2 separate regions of the Pan troglodytes genome follow, and region 2 is linked to region 1. Evidence: chromatin contacts called from public HiChIP or PLAC-seq data. All regions are on one chromosome and are shown on one strand. Each heading gives the region's core, a stretch centred on a gene start, on an enhancer-like site or on the middle of the called end of the contact. The rest is flanking DNA. Distances are from core to core; before and after follow the strand shown. Region 1 holds the start of SYT10 (synaptotagmin 10). Region 2 holds the start of YARS2 (tyrosyl-tRNA synthetase 2).

Region 1 (5,985 bases), core at 1,746-4,245:
TAGGACCAGCCTGGCCAACATGGTGAAACCCCACCTCTACTGAAAATACAAAAAAATTAGATGGGCATGGTGGCGGGCGCCTGTAATCCCAACTACTCTGGAGGCTGAGGCAGAAGAATGGCTTGAACCGGGGAAGCAGAGGTTGCAGTGAGCCGAGATCGCACCGTTGTACTCCAGCCTAGGCAACAAGAGCGAAACTCCGTCTCAAAAAAAAAAAAAAAAGAAAAGAAAAGAAAAGAAAAAAGGATCTGGAGTCAGAACTGGACTTCTCATTTCTTCTGTGCAAGCCAGAAGTTTGGTCATCATGATCACCAGTTGGGAGTGAGTGGCAATTCCATTTTCTGAATTGAGGAATACAGGACCAGCCCCAAGTGTATACAGAAAGTTACAACTGGTCTGTTGTGAATCTGAGCTGCCAATAGAATACAGAAAGGGAAAGTAGTAACACTTGAAGTAAGTTCAAATTTAATAATTTTCTGTGATCTTCATTCAGCTGCTCTGAGATTTCTTCATTTACCTACTCTCTTAGTTCCTGTCTTGGAGGTCAAATAATATTTAAAATTATAGTGTTAGAGTGATTCCCAAGTTCCCCTTACCGTAGAGAGATCTCTGCCTAACAAGTTAACTCTCCCTCCCCCACGATATGAACGAGAAAGGGCAAGAAGGAATTGAAAGAGGATTGAGCAAGTAGGGAAATCAGAGTTTTGAATGTTTAAAATTTTCACTTAACAGGTATGCTTAGTTCACACGGGTTTTTCCTGGGCTCCTTATTTCCAAACCAATCCCTCCTCTACATAACGTAGAGGTCATCCAGAAAGAAGCTGTGACAGAGATCATTACAGCCAGTATTTTTTTGACTAACAATGGCTACTATAGTACTTAGCACAGCCAACAATGCTCAGTAAATATCAGTCTAACCTGCACTCCTCTCCTTTTACTATTTCACCAATTCCTTCAGAGTGTGAGTGGGGAAGTAAATGCAAATCTGTATTGCTTGATTTACTTTTTAGGTTCTTGGTAGCTGAAATAGTTGGAAAAAAATTTAAAGACTGAAAATTGAAATTCTTGTCATCTTATCCTTCAGCATTGAAAAAGATGACCTTCAATGCAGTTTTTACTTTGCCCAAAATTCTTACCTGAGCTTTTAGTTAGTGACAAACAAAACTGTTTTGATTCGCCTGCTAATGAGCTGTGAGATGGTCCAAAGAACAAAGAAAAAAATCAAAACCTGTGATATTCATTTTAGATGAAAGAAAATTTTTTTCAGAGAAATGAATTCAGAAAAACGAATATCCAAGTGAAATTAACTCTGCTTGTTGTGAAAACACAGCAGTAAGAGTAGCAACAGGCCAGGAACAGCATAAACAAATACCAGGAAAGTTATTTTCAGAATCTGTTTACTTAATGTTTAACACTGAAATCAAACACAAGAGGGTCATTAGGGAGACCTTCTGCATTACTCCACTTAAGCAATTAGAATCTGTAAGTAGTATAAAGATAATTACTCATTTGGTCCTCCTACACAGCAATTAGTTCATATGGTAAATATGAAAGTACAGCATTGCATTGCAGGTTGTTTTCTACCGGTCTGTCTGTGTAGACTGTAGCAGAATGGGGGGCAAAAGGCAATTGGAAAGGGCCTTATTAAAGTGTGTTATTTAGTTTTGGGCATACAGTAGATGTTTAATATTTTTTGATTGACAGTGAAATTATTTCTTTAGACAATTTGACTTAAAAACCACCCAAGTCAGTGTGCATAAAGACAAAAACCAAATGAAGCCTGCAGATTTTAGTTTGTCTTAATTCGTGGTAAAAATAGTCCTAGTTAAACCAATCGTCCTATGGATCAGGTCAAAATGATTCAACTAATGAATGCTTCCCTACTGGAGTGCTATGCCTAATATTTATAGTAGGTTTACCATAGTCCTGTGCAAAGCAAATAATTTACCATGAACTGATTAGCTGTTTTTAAAAAAGACTACTTATTCTACTAGCATAGACACGCTAACAAGTTCAATGTATCCCACTTCAAAAATAAAGAATCCCTCATCACAAGAGGGTTAAATCAATCCTCAGGTTATGATATGGGATCAAACTCTGCCCGAAAACAGTTTAAAAACCATATAAACATATTATATCCTGAAGCCCATGTTTATTAATTTTATTTTGTCGCTTTAGTTCTAGTGATTTGCACCCATTTGCATTAAAGAATTATAAAAACAGGTGAGCTTAAGACATCCGAGTCCAAATCTCCCATTTTACAGACTCAGGCAAAGACCCGAAAGCAGGCCGGCCGTGGTGGCTAGTGCCAGCATTTTGGGAAGCTAAGGCGGTAGGATTGATTGAGCACAGGAGTTCAAGACCAGCCAGGGCACCATAGTGAGATCCTTGTCTTTACAATAAGTTTTAAAAAAAGATAGCGCCTGGAGTCCCTGGAGTCCTAGCTACTAGGGAGGCTGAAGTCGGAGGATCGCCAAGACCTGAAAACAACTTCAAGGTTAGGCTGAGATGTGTGACAGATTTGAACTTAATCCTGTTCCCTTTAACACCCATGTCTTGTTTTAAGTCGCTAAGAAAGGAGATGGAGGGAGTCAAGTTGTGCATTCTCAATCACCAATTACGGATTAATCGACAGAATCTTATCTGATTATTAGTACAAATAACATTTTATTTTGTGATCTACCTAAGAGGGTTTGCTTATTCACGCATTCTTTTTTCTAATTAACTTTTTCCGTTTTTCTTCTATTGGGATGACTTTTCCAGAAGGGCAGAAGCAGATAGCACAGAAAGTAGAATACATCCGTGGAAAAGTTGGAGAGACAAAGGCGGCGGGGATGGCTGCATTGATGCAGGGAAAAGTATTGGGAAAACGGAGAGGGCTCCTCGGGCCAACTCTGGGCAACGATGAGCATCCCCGGCCTCGGCAGGGGCGCCGGGCCGCCCGCCCTCCCTCCCTCCCTCCCTCGCGAGTCCCTTCTTCAGAGGACGCGGGGAGCCGGGTCTGCGCGCTCCGCCGCCTGTCACCTAGCGCCCGCGCCGGGCTGCGATTGGACGCGTCGCCGCCAGGCACCCGCCAGAAACACCAGTGCGCTGGGGAGAGGAGTGGGGCGTGCTTGCGAGTCGAGGGCTTGCTTTGGCTTTTTTACGGCTCCCCCCTCCCCTCAGCACTCCATGCCGGGTCTCTAGTTCCAGGCGCCTCGGCTCGCTCGCGCGGCGGGAGAGTTGGCGCAAACCTCGCCGCAGCCGCAGCCTCCTCGCGCGCCTCTCCTTCCCCTGCGCCCTCCGCTCCCGCCATGGGGCCAACGTGGGGCTCCTAAGAGTTGCCGGCTCTCAGCGGCGCAATCTCCAGCCAAAGTCACCGCGGGCGGACTATGGCTTAGGGCGCCAGAGGGGTTAGAGGTACGGGAAGAGGAAAAGACGGCTAACTGGGAAAAAAAGAGAAAGCGAAAGAAAAGCCAAACGATGAGTTTCCACAAGGAGGACGGAGTGAACAGTCTGTGCCAGAAGGCTCTGCACATCGTCACCGAGCTGTGCTTCGCCGGCCAGGTGGAGTGGGAGAAGTGCTCGGGCATCTTCCCTCGGGACAGGGGCAGCCAGGGCGGAAGCAGCACAGGTAACCGGGAGGGCTCCGCTCGCGTCCTCGCGCTCCGCTGGGACCCCGCGCGCTAGGCGGCAAGCTCCGGGGTTCTGCGCCTCCCGCGCCGCTCCCAGGGCATATTTGGGGCGCCGCGCTTTCCTACCTCGCTCCTTCCTTCGCTCAGCTCCTGACGACGTCGAGGGTGGGGCGTTTGGGTTTTGTTTCCTCCTGTCCACCTGCCGGGCTTCTCCCTTTCTCTGGTCCGCTTCCCGCCTCCCGGCGCCGTCTCCCGCTCCCAGCCTCGCCGCGCCTCTCCGCGTTCTCCCGCGCCTCCCATCTCCCTCCCGGAGTGGAGAGGTGAGTGCGGGCGGTGACGGCGCCGGGACGGCTCGCGGCTTGGCTGCTTGTGGGGGCGGCTCACCTGTGGGACTAGGGCTGCTCTCGCTCGTTCCACCGGCCGCTGGTCCCGGCCTTGTTGATGGGGGCCAGGCTGGACGGACAAGCCATGCTTGGACGCAGAACTCCCTTGCAGAGGTGGCTGCCTTGGCCTCCGAGGTAACTCGCGGCTGCAACCTGTCGGGCACCTGACAATTTCTAAAGCCCTTTTAATATATATGATTTTCTAGGGTTTCATGACAAAGTTGGTAAAACAGGGATTATTGATCCCATTTGTGAGGCGACACCTAAAGCTCAGAGCACATATCGAAGAAGTGGAAGAGAGGGGAAACGTTTAAAATCCCTAGCACACGCACGCTCTCAGACATCCAACTCAGACGTCCTCCCTACCCTTCAGGAAACTAGGAAATGGGCTGGATGCAGGAGGATATCGACCGTCGGAAATCTGGAGATGGAAAAAAGTCTCAAGTGGATTTTCCTCAAGGCTTGGGGGTGGAAAGGATCGAATCCAAGCCACTGTTTGGGTCACGGTTGGGGAAAAGGTTGGTGTGTCCAGCCTGCTGTGCTGCTCGGGCGCACGCGAGGTGGATCCCCGAGTTGCGGGCTGCGTGGTTTCAAGAGCCGCTTGAGAGGGTCACTTGTTGCACTAGGAGTCAAAAAACACTGCTTTGGGGATTTTCGACTGGAAGGTTGCCATTCCTTCTCTAGGTTCTTTCCCTTTGCTTTTCCTGTCATTTTGATCTCCTGGCGGGATTTTAAGAGTTGAAGGTAGTCAGGGCAACAAGAGCTGGACAGCCAAGCTCAGGACAACATGGAGCCCTGCGTGCTGGGAGGGAGCAAAGCGGGGCACACTTAGTGAATCCTCTCCACCACCACCCCTGCGTCAAAGCCAAGCGGGGAGTGGGAATGGGTTTAGTTTAGCTTTTACATTCCATCGTTCACATGGGTAGCTGCAGGGTTTGGTATTCTCTGATCCACGGCAAGGTGAGCCAAGGGGGCTCTGTCTGCACTTGGCAGAGCTTGAAGAGATGCCGCTGCTTGGACCCTGGATAGGAAAACTTTAAAATTTTCTCAGTGTATAAACACAACTGAGAATCATTTCCATTCGTTCAGTAGGTGTTAAATTCCTAGGAGTGTATGAAACTCAGTGGAAGGCACTGTGTGAGCATGTTGTATTCTGTGTCGTGCGTATCGTTGCTAAGTATGAGGTAAAGACCAGAATAGTGTGACCTCAGAGTCCTCTGTGGTGATATTAGATAAGCTTTTCAGAAACGTCTTTAGTGACCCACTTGCTAAAGGTAACACTCAGAGAAGGGGCTACACTGGACGAAATGAGAGTATTTAAGTTTGAAGATTGTGCTTTGGTAATTGAACAGTTGATGCTGTAAATAAAACTACTGATTTTCCTCTTTCCTGCCCTTTTGTGATCACACACCAAATAGTGGTTTCCCGGGTCTCAGACTGGCTGGTAATGAGGAAAATATGTGGAAGTTAGAAACCAAATCCCAGCTCTGAAATCTGTCCAAAATGCACAACTGTATCAGCTTCAGATAAACTATAGTATATGAATTATAGAAATAGTTCTCAGTTTTTCCTAATCACTGCAAGAAGTAGTTGTAGTCTGAATTCCTTTTGAACTTTTCCCCTTGGGAATAAAAAGTGAGAAAAATTAGTCTAAAACAATTGCAAGAATATTTTCCTCCCCTTAAGAGGAAAAATAGACTACATAATATATACAAGTGGGGTATTCGATTTATAATATAGGAACACACATATTTATTGGCTGTTACTAGGAAAGATATTCCACTAAGTTGTGTATGACGTATAAAGACAAGATTGCTATACGTTTTTCATTTGCGAATCCAAGCAACAGTTAGAAGTAAAATACTTTAATCTACAAATAGACACTCAAAGTTAATAGATATCTATGAAGTGGATTTAAAGATTGTTTGCCAAATATTTAATTATATTTCTTAGCCACCCAGCGTCACACTGTCCTTTAAAGTAGATTT
Region 2 (5,985 bases), core at 1,107-3,606, 700 kb after region 1:
TTTGAGACGGAGTTTGGCTTTTGTTGCCCAGGCTGGAGTGCAATGGCATGATCTCGGCTCACTGCAACCTCCACCTCGTGGGTGCAAGCGATGCTCCTGCCTCAGCCTCCCAAGTAGCTGGGATTACAGGCACGCGCCACCATGCCTGGCTAATTTTGTATTTTTAGTAGAGATGGGGTTCCTCCATGTTGGTCAGGCTGGTCTCAAACTACCAACCTCAAGTGATCCGCCCACCTTGGCCTCCCAAAGTGCTGGGATTACAGGCGTGAGCCACCGCACCCGGCCCGACACCACCTTCTATATCAGACTTTGCTGCCTCTTCATGAGATGCAACTAAACTTAAGAGACAAAGCAGAGCTCAAATCTATTTTTAAAAGACTTTATAATAAATTTTAATCCCAGGTAGAAATTTTCTATTTCTCATTATCCACAAAATTCTTCTCCATTAAGCACAGGTCATCAAGTAACCCTGACATCAAGTAACCCTGGCATACCGTTGTAACAAGTAGGATTTTCAAATTACTAACACGCCTGTAAAAGCCAGAGAGTTGTGTGTCACCAGAAACACATGTGTGCCCTATGTATTAAGGTACCAAATAGAAAGCACCGTTTGCTGTGTGTGTGACAGTACTGATTCCATGTTAGAGGAAAGCTTGCTTATTTGAATACAATTATTGCTTTGCTTGATTTTGTAGATCATTCACTAAAATCAGCCTCAGAAAAACAGGATCTTGAACAGAGATAAAAAAAAAAACCTAGATCAGCCTCTCTGTGAATGGGCTGACCGACCTAATAAGAATAGGCTGATGGTACCTGCAGAAAGTCACAAAATATTGACCAAGAAAGCAATGATTTACTGCCGACCTGAGACTGCACACGTTTCACAAAAATCTTTTTATCATCCTTTCTCTTAATTGCCCTTAAAAACCAGAGGTGGTCTTTGAACGCTAGCTCACTGCATCCCTCGGGGTTGCTGGTCTCTTGAATAAAGCTAACTTTACTTTCACTACAGCTCTTCTCTTGGGTTTTTGGCTTTCAAGTGACAAGTGGCCCAGATGTGAGTTTCCTTACATGTGCTCAGGAGAATTTCCTGCCATACCTACTGAAATCTGTCCCTGATCAAAGTGGTGGACCATACGACTGCAGATTGGCCTTGCAAAGTAGCTCGTGCCTGTAATCCCAACACTTTGGGAGGCAGAGGTGGGAAGCTTGCTTGAGGCCAGGAGTTTAGGACCACCCTGGGCAAGACAGTGAGACCCCCGTCTCTACAAAAACAAAAAATAAAAATTAGCCAGGCATGGTAGTCCACACCTGTAGCTCCAGCTACTTGGGAGGCTGAGGCAGGAAGATCGCTGGAGCCTAGGAGTTCAAGGCTGCAGTGAACCATGATCCTGCCACGGCACTCCAGTGTGGACAACAGAGTGACACTTAAAAAAAAAAATACACTGAAGATCAACAGGTTATGATTGCAAATTTTAAGATATTTTGAATAATAACATGAAAGAACACACTATTTTCTTAAGCAGTTGGGAGTATGTTTAATAGCCTATTGAATGAGTATCTCAAAATCCTATTGAAGTTACTATTTGGCAATGAGAAACTAATTCACTGATAATTATACATGCAAAGAAACTAATTATTAAAATAAGTTTTCATTTTGTTAGATAACTTTATAACGTTAAAAAATGGAAAAGTCCTGTAGGGAATGATTTGGAACATGGCCCAGATCCCAGTCACAGGACCAAGGCACTCAATCCCCCAGCTGCTGGGAGTGTTGGTTGCTTATTGCTCACAGCGGAGTCCCTTCCTGCACATCTCACTCTCCAAAAGCCTTAACCCAGCGTTTTGCTTCCTCCCCAGAAACATCCCACATTTAATGAGCAGTCAGTAAGAGGGTCTAAAGGTCTGCCCCCTGGCCTCAATTCAGGATGACTCTGAAAGGAAATCCCGGCTCCAGAGCCCTTACTGGATTGCCTGAGGCCTCTATTACAAATTGTTCACAGTTCCACTTCTTTCTCCCTCCGCCCAACCCGGCCTCCCTCACTCCATTATAGGTGTTGTTCTTAAGAGCACACTCCAATTACCCTCCTGCAAACCAGTCTCCCCCCCAACTCAGAGTCCAGGGAATTCTACCTAAGATGATTTTGAAAGCGGTCCTAGAAATCAGGCTCTAACATGGGATTTTGAAGCTAGATCACCTGCCAGCCAGCTGCCGATAAGAACCTCATCCCTGGTCAGTATTCAGAGCACCTGTCACGCTGCACGATGTGATTACTAATTTGAATCCACTCATGCTAAGCTGTGTCCCAACCTAGTTAACTGTATTTAAAATAAATAAACCACAGGACTTGATGCATGTACTTTATTGCACTGAGTTTTTCTTGCTATACCTTGGACAAGACTGCCACCTCCTGGAAGAGTTGATGAATACTGGGGACTGAGGTGCAATTAGGGAATCGGTACTATGAAATTGCTTGCGTCTCAGCAGCAACTCCCTATCCCTCCGCGAAGTTAAACCAATTCCTAACCTTTCTCAACCTCTGTGAGCAGCTTTTTGCATGGAACCAAGACTTCAAAGAACTTGCGCATCACAATCTTTTTACGTGAAAATGTAAATACAAGTCAGCATTTGTGAAGCGTTATGTGCCAAATGCTTTAATTTTTAAGGCTCACAACAGCCTTATGAGGTAGGAACTATCATAAGCAGATCCACACTGCTGATGGAAAAATTAAGTTTAAGGGAACGTAAGGCGACGGCTCTGAGGCGGAATCGCCACTTGGAGTCGGGACTCAACTGCTGAGAGCGCAAGCTCCGTAACTACGTAACCGTCTCGGGCATGCGCAGAAAAACACTGAAGCACCTTCCCTAGGAGCTGTAAGTAGGTGGGTGTGGTGGGAGTCTTTGCAATCCCAGCATTCCCTTCGTGCCGCCACCAAGATGGTGGCGCCCATCTTGCGGTCCTTTTCCTGGGGCCGGTGGTCTGGTACCCTAAATCTCTCAGTATTGTTGCCCTTGGGGCTGCGTAAGGCCCACTCGGGCGCTCAGGGGTTACTGGCAGCGCAGAAGGCTCGAGGTCTGTTCAAGGACTTCTTCCCGGAGACGGGGACGAAAATAGAGCTCCCAGAGCTCTTCGACCGTGGCACGGCGAGTTTTCCCCAAACCATTTACTGTGGCTTCGACCCCACGGCAGACTCGCTTCATGTGGGTCATCTACTTGCGCTGCTGGGCCTGTTTCATTTGCAGCGAGCGGGCCACAACGTGATCGCGCTGGTGGGAGGCGCCACGGCGCGCCTGGGAGACCCGAGCGGCCGTACCAAGGAACGCGAGGCGCTGGAGACAGAGCGCGTGCGAGCCAACGCGCGAGCTCTGCGCCTAGGGCTTGAGGCCCTGGCGGCTAATCACCAGCAGCTTTTCACTGATGGGCGCTCCTGGGGCAGCTTCACTGTGCTGGACAACTCGGCCTGGTACCAGAAGCAGCGCCTGGTGGACTTCCTGGCGGCAGTGGGGGGTCACTTCCGCATGGGGACGCTGCTGAGCCGGCAGAGCGTGCAGCTGCGGCTCAAGAGCCCCGAGGGCATGAGCTTGGCCGAGTTCTTTTACCAGGTGCTCCAGGCCTATGACTTCTATTACCTCTTCCAGCGTTATGGATGCAGGGTCCAGCTGGGCGGATCTGATCAACTAGGCAACATCATGTCCGGATATGAGTTCATCAACAAGTAAGTGCCTTTAAACCTTGGGGAAATCCTGGGACCAAATAATTTACACACTAGTAGCCTGTGATTCACTCTTAGGATTGTAGTTGCTGCCCTTCGTTCCAGCTCTTGTTGGTTTTATCCCCATTAAGGCTCTATAATGGCGTTAATAACACTGGCTAATAAGAATTAAAGGGCTGAATTAAGGATATTAAGAGTAAAGGGTGTATTCTAAAAATTAGCTGGGCGTGGTGATGCACGCCTGTAATCCCAGCTATTCGGGAGGCTGAGGCAGGAGAATCTCTTGAACCCGGAAGGCGAAGGTTTCAGTGAGCCGAGATCGCGCCACTGCACTCCAGCCTGGGGCAACACAGGGAGACTCCGTCTCAAAAAAAAAAAAAAAAAAAAAAAAAGGGAAACAGACCACTAGTGAAGATTTGGTCGGTCTGTTTTGCTTCGCCTAAGTCGTCCTCTCTAATTAGAGAAACTGCTTTTGTGTGTTTATACCAGAACGTGACTGGGCCTCCTTGAGTAGCTAGCCTCTGCTTTAGCTCTGCACCCTCCATGAAACTAGTGTTAGTCCTTGGTTGGTATCTCAAAAAGTTTTTTCAACTCCAAATAATTGACAAGTAATGCGGGTCTAATAGCATTTTCTTGAGAGAGGTGAAGGATAGGGCTAGCTCATGTGCAACAGAGCAAAGCACATGTTTAAAAGGCGTTTAGAAGATTTCCTTTAGTGTCTCTTCCTGACACCCCTTCACCCAGTTTTCTCCTTCCCACTCAGCCTTTCAAAATCTCTAGTCCATTGTTATGTAGCACTTCCCCTTGGCCTGCCTAGAACCTGCCTGGAACCACTCATGAGGTTCAGAATGAATAGAGTAAGTACTGTAACAATACATAAGAGGGACAAGAATTCAGATTTAGGAGGTCAAGGAAGTTTTCCTGGAGCAAGTAACCAGAAAGAAATCTGGAAGGTGAACAGTAGAACCTACCACCACTTGTGCTTGAGGCACATAATGAAATTGTTCTTTATGCGTAGGTTGACTGGAGAAGATGTATTTGGAATCACCGTTCCTCTAATTACAAGTACAACTGGAGCAAAGCTGGGAAAGTCTGCTGGCAACGCTGTTTGGCTAAACAGAGATAAGACATCTCCATTTGAATTGTATCAGTTCTTTGTCAGGCAACCGGACGATTCAGTGGAAAGGTGAGTTCTGAATAACGGGCTGAGAAAAACTGACACCATAAACTCATGATGTAATTTTAGCCATTGAATCTATGTACATTTTATAGTTTTTTTGTTTTTAACGTAGTTTCTGTCTGTACATAAGCCATTACATCATAGAAGACTAATTTTTACTGTGTTCTGAAGTTAAACACTTTGTTGGTTAAAGCAGAAAAACAGTGGGCGGCTAGAAAATGTAGAGCCAACTTTTTGATCTGTATCTAGCAAGTTCTTAGGATTTTATCACCTGCATATTCTAGTTTTTTCACTCCTTTCAACTTAAACTTGACTGCCCTTATTTTTCCTTTGTCTGTCTTCTCTCACAAATATGACTTTAAAGATCCTCTTAAGAAATGATTTCTCCTTAAATCAAATTGCCTTAAACTCTTGGAAGAATATGAATTAATGAGAAACAAATATACCTGCAACAAAAAGTGAAAAAAAATTTTGATGCTCTGTAACATCAAAGTAATCTAGGAATAATTCTTTAAGACTTAAAAGGTATATGACTTTCCTGCAAAATATTAAAAGATGCTATTGAGCAAAATAAAGACCTACATAAATGGAGAGTTAGACCATATTCATAGTACAAAAATAATATCAGTTCTTTTTTGTATTTTTTGAAACAGAATCTCACTCCCATTGCCCAGGCTGGAGTGTAGTGATGCAATCTTCGCTCACTGTAGCCTGAAATTCCCAGGCTCAGGTGCACACCACCATGCCCAGCTAATTTTGTATTTTTTTTTAGTAATGGTGGAGTTTCACCTTGTTCCCCAGGCTGGTCTCAGACTTCTGGACTCAAGCGATAAACCTGCCTCAGACTCCCAAAGTGCTGGGATTACAGCATGAGCCCCCGCACCCGGCCAAGATACCAGTTCTGGATTTGATCTACATTTAGTACAGTGCCAACCATATCTAAACCGGCTTTTTGTGGAACTTGACAAGCTCATTGTAACACTGACATAGAAATAAAAAGGGCTAAGATTGGCCAAGATGTTTTTGAAGAACAGAGTGGAAGATTATCATGCCTTATTACAAAATTTCGGTAATTGTGTTTTTTTCTCTTT

The links. HiChIP or PLAC-seq counts read pairs in DNA pulled down with a chosen protein or histone mark.
Region 2: a contact with region 1 is called in an H3K4me3 HiChIP or PLAC-seq map of stem cell-derived excitatory neurons, with 4 times the contacts expected there. The contact joins the promoter of YARS2 here to the promoter of SYT10 in region 1. A contact is called at or near these places in 1 of 7 Hi-C or Micro-C datasets (induced pluripotent stem cells) and 1 of 1 datasets of contacts at active chromatin or transcription factors (stem cell-derived excitatory neurons).

Annotation. Positions count from the first base shown.
Region 1 is chr10:62,027,908-62,033,892 of NHGRI_mPanTro3-v2.0_pri, forward strand. SYT10 (synaptotagmin 10) reads left to right here and starts at 2,996. Exons shown (of 8, transcript XR_673435.5): 1 at 2,996-3,613.
Region 2 is chr10:62,726,523-62,732,507 of NHGRI_mPanTro3-v2.0_pri, forward strand. It overlaps YARS2 (tyrosyl-tRNA synthetase 2), which reads left to right and starts at 2,357. Exons shown (of 6, transcript XR_010148052.1): 1 at 2,357-3,717; 2 at 4,733-4,900.